Regions from separate parts of the Triticum aestivum genome. Here region 2 is linked to region 1. The links are chromatin contacts, called in public Hi-C maps. All regions are on one chromosome and are shown on one strand. The core of a region is the stretch at or near the end of the contact, and the rest is flanking DNA. Distances in the headings are between cores, read along the strand shown.

Region 1 (2,928 bases), core at 137-2,636:
CATTTTGTTTGGGAACAGGTGGCTCTTCGGCTTATTCGTGTTTTACACGTCCCTACTTCCCAACAATTTGCAGATATCATGACCAAGGGCTTGCCTACGGCGTCATTTGAGGAGTTCCGGTCCAGTCTTTGCGTCAGCCTTGGTGCCGCTTCGACTGCGGGGGGTGTTGAGTATGATATTCGTGCATGTATATTGTCTTTTGTACATTAGGCCCACCTCTCTAGTTTGTTGTATAGATTGAAGTAGAGGCCCCACCTTATACTTATATATACCGTGCACATTGCACCGAATCAACATATCGTGCAATTCATACATCTTCATGGTCTATTGCTGGGTTTCCTTTCTGTAAAGATGTGTGAAGATCGAAATGCATTTACACAAAGCTACTGAGGATTATCCGTTGCAATTGACAGAGAACAATCGATAAGCTCGAGGTCGGGCGGTGCAGCTCCGCGCGCGGCAGCGGCCAGGCAAGTCATACGTCAACCGACCCATATATCGCTCCGTTATACATTGACGGACGTGGACGTGCTGCCAATCAATCTCGCGTGCGCTTTTACCCATCGTGGTCGTCGTGGAAGAGACGCATGCACGTAGCTACGTGGTGCACCGGCGTACACACACACACACACGCTGGCTCGAGCGAAAGCGTACGCGCGAGCGAGACGTCCGCCATTGTTCAATGAACCGGCCGGATGCACTTTGCAGACAGGCTTTGACGTGCACGTTTCTCTGTTCAACTGATGACTACTGGCCAATCAATGCAAATGCGGGTGCATGCAGGCCGGGTACAGATTTCAGTCGTTATCGGTGCCTGCTGCGTGCGAGACAGCTCGGTGGATTACCGATCGGAACACTCTTTTGGTGGTGTGGATTTTTCAACAGAAAGCTTCTAATTGGTCACCAAGGAGCATGTGGTTGTCGAGCTATGCTTGGAACCGTGCGTGGCCATGCACGACCAGGAAACTTCTATCTATAAACCTATCGCGTGCAAGAAGAAAATTCTTAGCGTGTGCGGAACGCGGTGGATGTGCGTTTCTGAACTGTCTCCAAACTGCGGAAACCGAGAGAAGACCAGTGATCAGTATTGGTGGACCTTGTCAAGGTGCTGCCGTGCTAGGGATGTTAGTCTGAGGAGTAGTCTGAGTACGTAATAAAGCTTTTTTTTAATCACAGTGAAAAAATCATCTGTGAAGGGAGGGAGAAGGAACATGAGGACGTGTTTCGACAAGTAAAAGTTCATCGGAGGCGGCATGCATGCATGCGTCTCGGCGCGCGGCCGGCCGGCAGCCAACTACCAAGGCCGGTACGTGCACGGCTGCACCATCCCTCCACGCAAGCAACACGTAGGCAGTGACGTGACCACCGCGCAACCCAGGCCAGGTTTAATACCGGCGTGCCGAAAGCAAAGCACCGCGCGCCGGACGTGGACTGCAACAGCAACACAGCCCTTACATGATGCACCTGCGCCTGTATGTACGTACACGACGCTCCATGGCGGCATCCAATGGCGCCACTTGCGTGCTCGCGCGCGTGGGATCGGCACGCGCGATTCGGACGGGTAGGGGTCATCGTCGCGCTGTTCGGGATGGGGCCGGCCGGGTGCGCTGCATTTGGCAGCAGATGGAGGCGAGCTGTCACATTCCTTCGGTTGTGATCGCGTGACGGAGGCCGAGCCTGGCAGCGCAATGAAAACACACACGAGACACGAAACTGGCCGGCATTGTCTCAAAAAAAAAAAAAACTGGCCTCCACCAAAGAGCGAAGCAGGTTCTCTGTACGCCCGCCCGGCAGGATTGGAGATATCGTGTACGTTCGTCCGTGCATGAAGAAATCACTCAATGGTTTTAGGCATCTCCAACACTAACCCGCAAAGTGGACACCGCATCCATCGCGGAAAGGAGAAGATCAGTTCCTAGACATGTATGTGTGAGGCGGCCATTTTAAATTGACCGCATACATTTCAAGCCGAGTTTGAACAAACCAGACGGATTACAAGAAAACCGGATGATATTCATATAAATCAGACGAGATTCATTACGTTTCAGATAGTTTTCATAAAAAAAGGACCGGGCCTAAACCTAGCCTACGACGATGCCTGTCATCCAAGTCATTGGTGTTTCCTTCCGTCGATCACCGGGCTTATCTCGACGACTCCATGAGTGGTGGCAATAAGACCCACGAACTGAAGGTGCATTCGCCGACGAGGAAGAGTAGAATATGGGAGACGAACCAGCCCGCATGGGACACAATGCCTCGCCGCCTCCCATTCCCTACTCATTTTCGTCGGAGTCCGCGACTTATCCGTCGCCGATGGACGTAAGGTCCATGATGAAAGTGGAGGGGCCGGCGGTCTCGTCATCCCACCGGCGCGGCCGAAAAGTCTTTGGTGGCGCGTAGGACTCGCAGCTCGTGACGTTCTCATCAGCTCGTGACGTTCTCATCCGTGATCTCCTATGTAGCCAGCGCTGCCACGGCGTCCATTTGCGCCGCCTGTGCAATGTGAGCGGCGGCTTGCGGCCTCGTAGAGCGCCTGCTGCTCGGCGACGAAGTTGGGGTTAGTCGTGGTAATGGCCGCCACACTTCCTCGCTCGCGCACTCACCGTAGATCTCGCCCTCCCCTAGCCAGTGCTACTCGAGGAGGAAGAGGATGTTTCGCTGCTTCTACTGCGCTTGCCGGAACGTTGAGATAGGTGTCGGTGCTGGGCGTAGGCTACTCCTTCGCCATGACGATGTTGAAGTGCGCATGTACTTGCTCCAAGGTCAAGCTGTCATGGAACGGTCCGCATCCACGTGCTCCTCCTAGACTGCACGCTCTAGCGTTGCGGCTGTTGTGACTTGCGACTACCGCCACATGCAGTACAATCTCACCGAGATCGCCAACTTGACTCTGGCCACCAGTTGGCGCTTCCGATCAACTAGCTAGTC
Region 2 (2,928 bases), core at 296-2,795, 550 kb after region 1:
ATGAAGGATTTTTTTCTTTGGATTGGGTTTCATAGGAAGAACAATGAATTCTACAATCCACTTCAAACCTCTTTTTAGGACCTCCCTGATTCGCAGAATTGTGACGGGAATAGAAAAAAACACATGAATGAAATGTCACACCTCATATGAATCCTAAAACATTCATGTGCTGTTTGGTTGCTTCCCAGCGAAAACAAAGGATTTTTTTCAAAAGATTAGAGTGGATACTAGATTCATATGAAATGTAGTACAAATGATTGATTGGGAAAAATCTCTATAATTTAATCCTACGATCAACATAGGCAAAAATTACTATGGATTCTAATCATCTGAAAATCCTATGGAGTTATTTGAATTACAACTTACATTCCTATGCACAAATAACAAGACAAAGGCCATAAGTAGCATAATATCGACGCCATCTTATATTTGGATATGATTTAACCTTAATTTGACTATGTATTTTAGGACTAATGCGATTTTCCTATCTCTACGAATCAAACACTCAATTCTACAGATTCTTGTGTTTTTACAATCCTTTATGTTGCATGTGCAGTCCTATCATATTCCTGTGTTTTATCTTATTCCTTTAATTTTGAATTTTTGTGAATCTAGGAGGCCCTTAAATAGAGACATGAATGTATATATAATGGGCCTCAAGTGGCATTTTTATGTCATCGAGACACCTTCACCCATGGTTCGTCTATAATCATGTCTTCATGAGAATTTTTTTTCCAGTTTGAATGACGAAAATTGGAGGGAAACCCCTTAATTTTTCTGAAAATGCAGGATGATGTTGGGGTTCAGGAACATGTTAAAACAATCATCTCTTGCCCCTTTTTGTGGAATATCTTCCTTATTAATTTGCGCTTCATCGTGGTTTATTTCACCGGACCTCGCAGTAAAAGATTCCTTAAAGCCTTTGGCATGTCATTGTGGTCTATTCAATCCGACCTTGATCTAAAGATTCCAAAAGAATTACAAAAGGTAATGCCTAATGAGCTAAATATATATAAAAAACCAGTTTTTTGAGTCGAAAACAAATGAATATTTTCCAAACATGGCCACTTGCTCATTATAGAAGGTATACAATTATAAGAGTAAAAAGTATCCGATCTTTTTTAAAGGTGAAGGCAAAAGTTTTGGCTCATCGATCAATTGAGAATCCACGCGCCAGATAAAATCCTTCTATTTTTGTTTGTTTTGTCCATAGTTTTTTTCCTGTCGGGATTGTTTTTCATAATTTGCATGCTTGCTTCCCCATGTAATCTTTCAAATCATGGAAACCGCAAATCCATCTAGACTAGCAGCCTGGTTCATTTTTCAAAAGCATTTGAAATGAAAAGGCCCCCAAATCTCCAAATCAGCAGCCAGAGAGGAAAAAAAAAAGAAATACCCCACCCCTGTGCGGACGCGCCAGAGGTGCATGCATGCAGGCGCATCCCAGCACATCACAGCGGCGGTACAGTGTACACCCCCCCTTGACCCTCCCCTCCCCGATGATGAGATTCATTGAATCCCGGCAAATCTTCATCACAAGTTGGGCGAGCAACTGGACCGGATTCCCCGCCGCTCCATCCACATAAGAACCACCACCGCACCCCAAACCCACCACCGCACCCCACCCCACCCCATTCCTCCCCCGCTCCTCCTCCCCCTTCCCCAATTTTTTCCCTTCGTCAGGGTTCGTTCGCTCGTTCGCAGCGCCGCCCGATTGATTGATTGATTGATTGTGGTCGCAGCAGCTCCTCGATCTCTTCCTCGCCATGCCTCCGTTCCACGATTGCCGCGGTAAGTAAGGGCCCCGAATTGAATTGAGATCGAGCGCTTGTTTGTGCGGTGCTTCGCCGGAGATCTGGAGGATTTTTCTGGTGCGTTGTGCTGATTTTGTGTGTGTTTGTTTGTGTAGATGGCGGTCTGCTTGTCCTGGACCCGGCAGCGGCTATGTTCGGCGGCGTGCGGCAGCGGAAGCGCGCGCGCGTCACGGCCGTGCCCCCCTGCGTCTTCGCCGCCGCGGCGGAGGAGGCGCTCAGGGCGGTGCCGGCGGCCAAGAGGCAGAGGCTGAGGGAGGCGCCGACCCTCGACGCGCTCCCGGACGGGTGCCTCTTCGAGATCCTGCGCCGCGTGCAGGGCGCCCGCGCGCGGGGCGCCTCCTCCTGCGTCTCCCGCCGCTGGCTCGCGCTGCTCGGCGGCATCCGCGCCTCCGAGATCAAGCGGGTCCAGGCCCCGGCCGTGCCGGACCTCAACCAGGTCTTCGTCTGCGAGGACGAGGACGAGGCCGAGGCCGCGCGCCTGGGCCGCTCCGAGAGGACCCTCGAGGGCGAGGGCGCCACGGACGTCGCCCTCACCGCGGCGGCCGTCGCCGACGGCCTCCGCGGCAGCCTGGAGAGCGTCGTTGTCCGGGGGAGCCACCCGACGCGCGGCGTCACCGACAGCGGCCTCTCCGCGGTCGCCCGTGGGTGCCCGTCGCTCCGCTCGCTTGCCCTGTGGGATGTGCCGCAGGTGACGGACGCGGGGCTCGCTGAGATCGCCGCCGGGTGCCCCTCGCTGGAGAAGCTCGACATCACCGGCTGCCCGCTGGTCACCGACAAGGGCCTCGTCGCCGTCGCTCAGGGGTGCCCGGATTTGAAGACGCTGACCATTGAAGCATGCTCTGGTGTTGCCAATGAAGGCCTCAAGGCTATCGGCAGGTGCTGCTCCAAGCTGCAGGCGGTGAACATCAAGAACTGTGCATATGTTGGTGACCAGGGCGTGTCTGGTCTCATCTGTTCCGCGACAGCCTCGCTTGCCAAGGTCTGCCTTCAGGGTTTGAGCATCACTGATGCTTCTCTTGCTGTGATTGGGTACTATGGAAAGGCGATCACAAACCTCACCCTCACTCGCCTGTCCGCGGTTGGCGAGAGGGGTTTTTGGGTGATGGCAAATGCC

Evidence for each region. Hi-C and Micro-C count contacts between places; a contact is called where the count stands out from the background.
Region 2: a Hi-C map of leaf shows a contact between it and region 1, with 4 times the contacts expected there. The contact joins the promoter of LOC123155547 here to the enhancer-like site in region 1. A contact is called at or near these places in 3 of 5 Hi-C or Micro-C datasets (all in leaf).

What each region holds. Positions count from the first base shown.
Region 1 is chr7B:515,127,180-515,130,107 of IWGSC CS RefSeq v2.1, forward strand. No RefSeq gene overlaps it. Among protein-coding and RNA genes, the nearest start is that of LOC123155547, 550 kb to the right of the region's middle. Within about 2 kb of position 1,387, at least 5 of the 8 cell types and tissues checked have an H3K27ac peak or open chromatin away from gene starts, as enhancers often do. A contact at or near this core is called in leaf, where this site is marked.
Region 2 is chr7B:515,675,389-515,678,316 of IWGSC CS RefSeq v2.1, forward strand. It overlaps LOC123155547 (EIN3-binding F-box protein 1), which reads left to right and starts at 1,546. Exons shown (of 2, transcript XM_044573701.1): 1 at 1,546-1,791; 2 at 1,910-2,928. The coding sequence starts at 1,767.